Linked DNA regions of Mus musculus: region 2 is linked to region 1. The links are chromatin contacts, called in public Hi-C maps. All regions are on one chromosome and are shown on one strand. The core of a region is the stretch at or near the end of the contact, and the rest is flanking DNA. Distances in the headings are between cores, read along the strand shown.

Evidence for each region. A called contact is a pair of places that touch in the nucleus more often than the background predicts.
Region 2: a contact with region 1 is called in a Hi-C map of the P5424 cell line, with 2.4 times the contacts expected there. The contact joins two enhancer-like sites. A contact is called at or near these places in 5 of 484 Hi-C or Micro-C datasets (DN3 thymocytes, the N1E-115 cell line, the P5424 cell line and 2 more) and 1 of 115 datasets of contacts at active chromatin or transcription factors (fibro-adipogenic progenitors).

The regions. Positions count from the first base shown.
Region 1 is chr2:169,677,646-169,682,856 of GRCm38.p6, reverse strand. The region is part of intron 1 of Tshz2 (teashirt zinc finger family member 2); the gene reads right to left. Among named protein-coding and RNA genes, the nearest start is that of Gm34344, 13 kb to the right of the region's middle. Within about 2 kb of position 2,991, at least 15 of the 459 cell types and tissues checked have an H3K27ac peak or open chromatin away from gene starts, as enhancers often do. A contact at or near this core is called in the P5424 cell line, where this site is marked.
Region 2 is chr2:169,844,730-169,849,834 of GRCm38.p6, reverse strand. The region is part of intron 1 of Tshz2 (teashirt zinc finger family member 2); the gene reads right to left. Among named protein-coding and RNA genes, the nearest start is that of AY702102, 120 kb to the left of the region's middle. Within about 2 kb of position 3,199, at least 4 of the 459 cell types and tissues checked have an H3K27ac peak or open chromatin away from gene starts, as enhancers often do. A contact at or near this core is called in the P5424 cell line, where this site is marked.

The DNA.
Region 1 (5,211 bases), core at 1,742-4,241:
TTCTCTTTTATAGCAATTTGTTGCTCAGAGCCAATTTTCAGAGCTGAGCAACAAATCCAAGCAAAACAGCCACGAGGACAGAACACTAACTGACGTTTAACACTAATGGGCAAACAGAGTTCTTGGGAGAGCAAGGGAGTCTGAGAACCCAGGCGGAGCACTTGCCGATGCTCACCCACGTGCTGCACTTTAGTGGACGAGTTGCTGTTTCCAAATCTCAATTGCTCCAAAAAACTGCAAACGCAGAGAGAGGCATGTCCCCAGATATTTGGGATATTTGTATTGATGACCACTCAATAGTTTCTGTGGTGGCTTTGGCTGCTGTTTTAGCGACAAGGAACAAAATAACATGGGAAACAAGACAGCTTGACAACAAGAGAACAAAATCCGAGACTAGACTCAACCACAAAGGTGAAACTTGAACACAGGCTACAATGGTTTCTCATATAAAGGTCTCTCACCTCTCTCAACAGCCAAACCCTTGGCTTTTCCCAACTCAGTGTGCTACTGAGCAAGGCCCAAAAGCATAAATCACAAAATGGACTCGATCAATGCCTAAAGTACAAAAGGAAGAAATGCCACCACGCTTTGAGATTTCTACAAAACTGATTTTTTAAAAATTTAGTACATTGATGATACTTTGAATCAATAATATTTTCTTCTTGCTGTGACCAAAGTACCTGATTGGAACAGCTTTAAGGGAAAAGGATCATTTGGGCCTGTGGTTTCAACCCATCATCATCTCATGACAGCAGAGACATAGGCTCATTATACCTTGGAGGCTGAGGAGGCAGAGAGATTGGGCAGGAAGCAGGAGAGAGTGGAAGCCCACAAAGGCCAGGCCTTATCCTGTATCTCTCCACCAGCTACATACAGATCAGCACCCATGGGAAACGACAAGATAGCGCCACCAGCTGGAGGCCTACTGCTCTGGCCTATGAGCCTGAGGGGACATTTCATGCGGTCCATATTTGCAGAGGCAGTTCTATGTCTAACTGTATTTGGGCCTGTGGTTGCAGAGGTTGAGTCTCTAAAGGTTGGGGACCTGTGGTGGCAAGAAGGAGACGCTGAGAAGTCACGTTTCAACCACACACAACAAGCAGAGAGACAATAGGATAAGGAGTGATGTTATAAGCCCTCAAAGCTTACCCCAATGACATACTTCCTCTAGCAAGGCCTCATAAGCTCACTAAGCACTGCCACCAACTGGGGACCAAGTGTTCAAACTCAGGAGCCAGGGATGGGGAGAGAGGGGGACCTTTTCATTCACACCACAGTAGCCACTTTCATCTTTCTACCTTAGCGTATTCCCAACTTTCACTTCTGTCACTATCAGTGTAACCTATGAGTCGTCACATCTCTCAGTATAGGACAGGGCTAACCTTGAAGGCCGTGAGAACCCGCCTCATGAGTGTCTTCCACTAGGCATCCACATGACCTTATATGTAAGACAAAGTACAGTGAAACCTTTATTCGCAAGATTCATAACCACAGTCAAGCTCCTGGCTTGGGTTCGGAGAGACTACGGAACACAGGCTGTGGGGTGGTTTGAATGAGACCGTCTCCCATAGGCTCCTTTGCGTAATTATTCCACACAAACTGTGACAGTGCAGACTGTGGAGAAAGCGCTCACTTACCCTGTTGACTCTCGAGGCACCTGCAGCAACTCCTGCTTTAGTGCATTCTGCACAGGACTGCCTTGCTAGCTTGGGTGCCTCTCTGTGAAATGGGCCACCTTGGGATTATGGGCAACCTTGGGCTGGCAGATACATTTGAATTTTAAGTATTCTAAAGACGCACCCAGGTTAGGGGAAATGGGCATGATATATTTTTTCGAAGATGCTTCCACCTCACGAGGACATGATTCTGAAGCCTGCACAGGCATTCAGCGTGTCCTAGCACTTTCTCTGGGTATAATTTAAGGGTACTTTGAAACTTTGGCCCAATTTGATCAAATGTTGATAGACGGTCCAGTAAAGCGAGATGTGGGAAGCCCCTCCTTCACCGCACATTGATGCTGTAAATTTGAAGAGACACTGTCAACCTGCTGAGTTCTGAAATTTATTTCCCTAAAAGACAGATAAATTCCGCGGCTAGCACTGGCGCTGTGTTAAATATACTTGTGTACCTTACGTGGAGTCCCCCACCATCAGTTGCTCTTAGACTGTAGTTCTAGGAAATCGTTTGCTTTTCCTGATGATGTCTGCTCTCTCTGGAAAGGATGAGGGGACCCTTGACCCACACTGTTCCTCTTTTTTTTCCCATTTGCCACCAGGAACTCCTGAGTTTCATTTTGTCCCCGGTGGTGGCTGTGTCTTGTAGCTGACACTCGGGACAATGGAAGGATCCCCTTATGGGCATCGTGATTTTCTTTTCTCTAATCTCTTCCTTTCATGTGTTTATCTTATTTCCGTCTGTTGTTGAATACCATCTCAGAAATTCTTCTAGAAAGAAAAAAAAAGTGATGTGTAACTGTATTGAGGTCCTGAAATTCTTGACAGAGCCTCAGAGTGAAACTTGTCACTGCTATTCACCTGAAAGGTTTCAAAAGAAACTCAGAGGCGAGAGAAACGGCCAGACACATCTCTGTTACCAAGCACTCAGATGCAAGGTCCTCTCTGCTACCCTGCCCCATTGTCTGTGAGGGCACAGAATGAGCTTAACCTTCCCTGTGAAAAGTAGGACAATTCTCCTTCCTCCCACCAGCATGTTGCCTTGGCAACTGACAACTTCCTGCTGATGTTGTTAAAGCCAGCCCCACTTCACACCTTATCTGGAAAAACAGAATATGAGATGCACGCTTATCACAGGAGGAATTACCAAAAGGAAGGCTATTTCTCCTCATTACGAGAGGGAGAAATTAGGTTCCAACTAGGCAGACCTGGCAGTGTTGAATAAACCGGGAGAAAGATAGCCAGGACCAGACAGATCCTGTGTGAGAGAGAATGTACTGCTTCATTCAAACCAGGGTTTCCAAACTGATGCCCAAAGGAAGTGCCTGTGGCTGGGTTAAAACCTGAACGCCAGGCTCTCCTCCAGGGCCTTTGACTCGCAAGGGTTGGGTCAGAGAATCTGGTTTTATATCAGGGTCCTAAGGGTACCTGCTGCTTAGACATTACTATTACCATCTTTTCCCCCAGAGAAGGGCCAGCCTCTCAGGGATTTTCCTAAATTACCCTCTCCTTCCAGCATGGGGTGGGGTGGGGGCGTGGAGGGGAGCAGGAAGTAAGATGGAGAGGGATATTGATCAGCTAAGGCTGATTTCAGCCCTGGCAGACGTCTTGGCAAGGGGATTGTAATGAGAAACCAGGCAAAGCTGGACTGGGCCCCTTTACAGCGTAGGAAGGGAGGCCTAGTGGGCTAACCTTCTTGTCAGTGACTGCAAGGCTCACAGGTCAGGTGAGTGCCAGGGTGCAGCGTGAGTCTCTGTTTCCACAGCCTATGGGCTTACCCAGTCAGGTGAGGACTTCTCTTATCTTGGGAACCACAGCCGAGAGCCTGGCGGTTTTTTTTTTTTTTTTTTTTTTTTTTTTTTTTTTTTTTTTTTTTTTTTTTTTTAAGTAGAGTTCTTCATCTAGAAATGCGTTACAAACTCGAGACCAAGGCAGCTTCAGACGTGGCTCACAGAGTTTCCATAGCAGCTGTATGTCCTACTAGGACCCCCTAAGCCATAGTAGTTTCTACAGGAATGGTGCACCCAGTGACGCTAGCCAGTGATGCTTGGCTAAGCTGGAATGTGGTCCTAAGCTCAAGGGTGAGGCCTCTCTGTGGGACCAGCAGTAGCTACAGGAGACTACTGACTTCTCAGCTTTATGGGCAGAAAAGAAGGTGATGGGCCTCGGGTCCAGCTCACAGTGGACAAACCACACAGGTCTCCATGGGTCTCATGGAAATACAAAAAGGAAGGTCCCTCTTCTTCAAAGACGTGGAATGAAATAAAAAAAAATCAGGAAAAAGAAATGCTGGGTATGAAGTACTTTAAAAGACACCAATGATGGTATTGATCATAACAATAGGATCCATGGTGAGGAAGAAGCCAGTAGCTAGCCTATGCTATATTTTTATAAAGGGGAAGCAACTGCCCTGAGCTCTTGGTGGGTCTGCTTCATCCTTCGTGCAATCCTCAGAGAGCCGAGTGAGGAGGTGTGCAGCTCCTCCACTCTGAAGTCAATGCTAAGAGGAGGAATGGAGAGTCACATGGAGGCAAAGCCCCATCTTTATGTGACAAGCTCACTCTACGGGAGTCTGTACCACAGGTCCCGCCTGCCTCTGGACGTTTAATAGCTAAGGCTTTTCCGAGCCACTTATGTCTCCTTCCTCACAGGCAACTTTGAGCTCTGTGTCTTTCTCTGATGACAGCGTCTTGCAGGTGCTCACTGGGACCTAGTCACTGCACTGGGAGAATAAATGCAAATGGGGACAGAGGAGATGGCTCTGTCAGTAAAGTGCTCCTGCAAGCCTGAGGCCCTGCATTGTGTCCCTGGCATCCAAGGAAAAAGTTTGGCTTGACGGTGCACATCTGCAGCCCCAATGGGGAGTCAGAGACAGAGGCATTCCTAGGGGCTTGATGGCCAGCCAGGCTACCCTAATCAATGAACCTCGAGTCCCAAAGCAAAACAAACAAAGTGAACAAAACCAAGCTAGCTGTCTTTTGAGGAAAGGCACCAGATGTTAGCCTTTGCCTTCCACAGCACAGGTATATGCATGTATTTATACACACACACACACACACACACACACACACACACACACACACAGAGAGAGAGAGAGAGAGAGAGAGAGAGAGAGAGAGAGAGAGAGAGAGAAATGCACACATACTGAAATGCGCACACACACACACAAAGGCACATTCACACAGGCACACATGGAGAGACAAATGCACACACAGAGAAGTGCACACACATGGGAGGAGTACCGGCTGGTTGTTTGCATAGAGATCATCAATATCACCGTATTTAGATCAAGCCTTGTACAGCAACCTAGACCTACATTTGGATAGAACTGCCTAGAAAAGTCTCTTTTAAAATTAGGCGGGGACAAGGCCCAAGAGATGGCTCAGCTGGTAAGACATTTCCTGCCAAGACCAATGACCTCTGAGCTTAATGCCCAGGATCCACTGGGACAAAGAGGAGAACCGACTTCCTTAATGTTATCCTCTGGTCTCCATACATATGATGTGTCACAGAACAATAAATACATGTAAGTAAAAAA
Region 2 (5,105 bases), core at 1,950-4,449, 170 kb before region 1:
CTTCAGCCTCAGACTTTAAAGTTTATTACTGCAATGGCAGCAACTGCTACTACCACTGTTGGCCTGCAGGGGTAAGGAGGAAGACAGTACTAATCCCACAAGATTCTGTGAGCCTTACCTGAGGGACATGAATCAGAGCTTCCTGTACAAGTGAGCAGGGGGCCTGTGGCCCGAGAAGTGTGCTGTGGCATGGCAGAGCTGAAAGCCACCGCTTCCCATCCAAGCAGTGTTGGGGGCCAACCACTGTCCCCACTCCTGATACAACCCTGGCTCTGCACACTTGGTCTTGTTTTCCTGCCATTAAACTTTCAGGCCCCAGGACCTGGGAACTCTAAAGCCAGATGGGGGCGTCCATTTGGGTATTATTATGGGCAATGCTGCTCCCTTCCTATTCTCTAACCCTCAGTGGCCGTATGTAGCCTCAGTAACCTAGTCTTTAAAATGGGAACAATGTCTCCCCTGGCTAGAGTCAGAGAATGGTTTGGGTGAGAGATAGGTTTGGCTCCCAGCGTGCCAGCCAGCAGTGCATCCAGCCAGCAGAGGGTGCTCACGCGAAAGGCTGCAGGTGGCTGACTGCCACTCAGTGTAGGCAGGTGGTCCAGGCAGGTGTCCCTCCCCCATTCTGCCTCTCCTGAAGGAGGAAACAGTCGCACAAGGTGGACACGAGGACACTCATCTACCATTACACCTGCACATTGCCAGCTATGGGATTTTCTGGAATACTTTCTAATACCGCAGCCTGACCATCAGAGGCTAAAAATACCAAACAGGTCTGCTCTGGACCAGCAAGAAATGGCTTCTTTGGAACTGGAGCCTGACTGACTGCTGCTGTGATCTCTGCCACAGCCCTGCAGAGAGTCTCGTGGACAAAGCCAGCTTCCCGAATGGGAACCCAGTTGTGCTTTCTGACCACTCAGTCCCAGGAAGATGCAGACAAATTGGAGCAAGCTCAAAGCAGAGCCACCCAAATGATGGTGTGGAGACAAGATTGATGGGTAGACAATGATTGAAGCAGTCTCGAGCATCTGAGCTGTCTTCTTCAGGTGACAAAGCCGAGAGTGACATATCGTGGGGCTCCTCGCCCCTGTGAGAGACTGAACACCCGACAGAAGAGGAGAGAGAGGAAGAGAAAAGGGAGGAGGAGGGTAAGGGAGATGAAGGAGAAGAGGAGGGGGAAGAGAGATGAGGAGGAAGAAGAGGGGGAGACGGGAGATCGGTGCAGCGTTATTTGAGATGAGTAGGCTGGGTCACACCTATGCTTGCAAGGCATGGATCATTCTGATTTCTCTCTGGCCTGGATTGAATTTTCTAGCCTATCACACACACCCGAAGTCCTTGTTATTCAAAGATATCACATGCTAAAGGCTTCACTGCTGGCCTCTAGTGCTTTTGGGAGCTGGTGGTATCTTAGAAGTAGGGCTTACTAGAAGAAAGTTAAGTCACACGGGTATGCCAATGATGGGAATATTGGTACCGTGTCCTCTTCCTGTCTCTGGCTTTGCTTCCTGGCCATCACGACGTGAGCAGCTTTACCACAACATATGCTCCCGATGTGACTTACCACTTCCCTGTGGGCCCAAAGGCAACAGGGCCAAGGGGCAGCGGGCTCAAACCTCTGAAACCATCAGTCACCAAGGCAAATGTTTCTTCCTTTTATCTGATTATCCCAGGTGCTCTGCCGTAGCAGCAGAATGCCAACTGCCACCGCCACTTGCTGTGTCTGACTTTATATCATCATGCTTCACTGTGTCTTCTTGAAGAAAGCACAGGCTAAGACCCCAGATTAGCCATACACAGGGCTTCCCTAGCCTGTACTAGGTTCTATCCAGTATGATGCTCTACCTTTAAGAAGCAGTCAGAAATATCTGTTGAATTAAATCATCCTGTCATGCAAGGTAAACGAAAGCTATTCTGAAGCCAGGCTGGACATGCTGCCAGAGGTCAACCCGCCTTGTGAAGTCAGGGTAACACGGTGGTATCTTTTGCCTTTTTATTTTTCAGGTGCCCTTTCGGTCTGACATGAGACTTGCCATCACAACCACTGAGGTTGGATTGTCAGTGTTCACTTGCATGAAATTCCAGGAAAAAGTCCAATTATTTTGTTGATTAAATTCTTAATGGTATCCCAAACACAAGCTGTTCCTATAGGAAACGCATCTTCATTGAATTATCCGTGTGTGGGATGTGTGTGTGTGTAGAGTATGTACATGGAACAGGGTGGGGCAGTGAGCGGGGTGCAGGCTTCGCTGGTGCTACAGAGCTCAATTTTCCTTATTGACTGATTAATTAAAGTTTAAACACTTTTCCTGCCGTGGGTTTAACGGCTGTGCAGTCAGCCTGGCTCAGCCTTGCCGGGTGCTGAATGCCCGTGTTGCTTAGCTGTGCTGAAGCGCCCAGGTGCGGCCACAGAAGGCATTCGGGGACCAGCTTCTCTTCAGGACTAATTCAGGCTCCAAATTGTCATGTTTCTTCAGAGAGGGAGCCAAAAGGTACAAATTTGCATGCATTTAAGAGAACGATAACAAAATTTCCCACCAGTGTTCTCCAAAGTCTTAAAGCCCAAGATGGGCAGGCTTGGAGCCATTTGAAAATTCATTTAAAAGTTTTCATTTGTAAGGCATGGTGAAACTTTCTAACAGAATGGAAGTCAAGTTTTAGCTTCCTCGGTATTAATGAGACTGAGCAGGAGGCATCTCTGTCTCTCTTTCCCCAGTGCCTGCTGCTCTTGCTCTCATTCATGGCACCCGGGTTTGGATTTTCTTATGGAGTGGGGCTCGCTCCACAGGACTCGGGGGACTAAGCCTTCTCTGTCCACATGACAAGCAGAACATTGAAGTCCAGGAGCAGCTATTCTAACCTCTCTAGCCATGGTAAATGCCCAGAAATGGGCTCTTGATCTGATGTTGATAAGGCTATAGAGTCTTTGGTGGGAAATATCATTCCTTCCCTTCCTGATGCTCTGAACCTAGGCTGTGGCTCATTACACGTCTCATGGCTGTGACAGAAATATGTCACAGAAACCTAGGACAGAGAGTCGATTTTGGCTTGTGGTTCCAGGGATGGTTTAGACCATCATGGTGGGGAAGACCTGTGGAGGGTTAGCCCTGCCCACAGTGGAAGGGCTTGCTTAGGGCAGGACAACACATGCCTCGTAGGAGTCAGAGATAGGATACTATGCTGTCTGTTTTGACTCTTGTCACTGCAACTAAGCACAAGAAACAACTTAAGAGAGGGTCGTGGTTAGTGTCGCGTGTTAACTTGATACTGCTGGGAAGAAGAAACCTCGACTGAGAAACTGCCTCCACCAGATTGGTCTGTGGCCACATTTGTGAGGTATTCTATTATTTACTAATTGATATGGGAGGGCAAAGCCCACTCTGGGCATTGCTGTCCCTATGCAGGTGGGCTGTATAAAAAGGTAGCAAAGCAAGCCATGGGAATCTAGTCAGTAAGATGAGCTCCTTCGTGGCCTCTGTATAAGTTTCTGCCTCCAGGTTCCTATCTGAGCTCCTGCCCTGACTTCCCCTGGTTATGGACTCTAACTTGTAAGATGAAATAAGCCCCCTCCTCCCCAGGTTGGTTCTGGTGGTGATGTTTGCCATAGTGACAGAGAGAATCAAAGTAGGACTTTGAGGAAGAGTTTGTTTTGATCATGGTTTGTTTAGAGTGGCACAGTCCACCATGGTGGAAGAGTCGTGTAGCAACAGTGTGAGGTTGGCTGGTGACATTGTGTCTGCTGTCTGAGGCAGAGAGGGGTTTCACAGCCTCCCCCAATGACATCACCAATAGGGGGCTGAATGTTGGGGTACCGGAGCCTGTGGACGACACTTCACATTCAAACCACAAAGCCTGCTTCTCTGTGCTCTACTTTTTCCACTTTCTGGAGATTCTTATAGCTCCTCAATTCAGCACCATTAGTTTGGACCACAAGGACAGGAAGGTGTAGAATGTAGTCGGGTCCACTTCCATGAAGCAGAGTCTTTTGCGATTAAAACCAGAATGAAGGAAAGAGCAGGCAAATCCTGAGTCCAATGTCACCTCCTCATCCCTCAAGTCAAAGACTGATAAAGGCTCCTTTCACCAGTGTTGTGGCTTAGAACAAAGATGCCCCAAGCTAGAGAGATAGCTCAGATCATAAATGTAAAACAGCCCAGCCAAATGGCAAACTCCAGGCCACAGAGAGAGCCTGTCTCAAAAATGAAATAAAATAAAATAAAGTAAGATAAAATAAAATAAAATAAAATGATAAAATAATAAAATAAAGGATGCCTGAAAAATAAAAGCCGAGGTTTATCCCTGGGCTCTGTGTGAACACAAACACATGCGTGTGCATCTGTACACACACGTGCACTTACCCACTCGCCCCCAGTTGGTGGTGAAAGTATGGCTTTCAACCTCTATCTAGAGAGCAGTAAAGGCAGAGGGTGGGTCTCCCTGAAGTGACTGACCCCTTTGTCTGAGGATCAGGTCTGCCCACTGGGCTCCTCAGTTCCTGAAATTCATTTACCAAGGAAGCTTGAAAGCCTCTGCCAAAGGAACAGACCGAAATCCGCACACCTCACTTTCAGCTCAGAGGAGATGTCCCAGGCTCTCAGGGTCAACTCCCCCCCCCCTGAAGGTCATTACAAAACCTGCTCCTGAGAACCCACCTACAGCTCCCACCTCCCTTACATGGAAAAGATGTTTTTCAGCTTCAACCACGCGGCCCTCCCTTAGGTCTCGTGAGTGAATCACGTTGCTCTCCACACACACACCCATTAGCAAATTCACGTGCCCTTCCTCCAGATGACCTGTTTCCAGGTTAATTCAGAGAAGTCCACTGTTGGCCCTTCAGAAAGAATATATAAGCATCCTTAGCCCAAGTTAAGCTGGGCTTTCTGACTCTTGACTACAAAGAATGCTGATAATTGTACAAGTCTGCCCTCCCCCGCAACGAAATGCATCCTAATATTTCAGGATTCTCCTTGGGGGTGGGGATAAAATAAGAGGACCCATGACCATGATGCCTCCATCTTGCGCTGTGCACTAGTGAAGGAGATAACTACAAGAAAGAATGTTCTAGACAGACTTGGTTAGCATAATTAGCCACAGCCTTCATTAGCCAG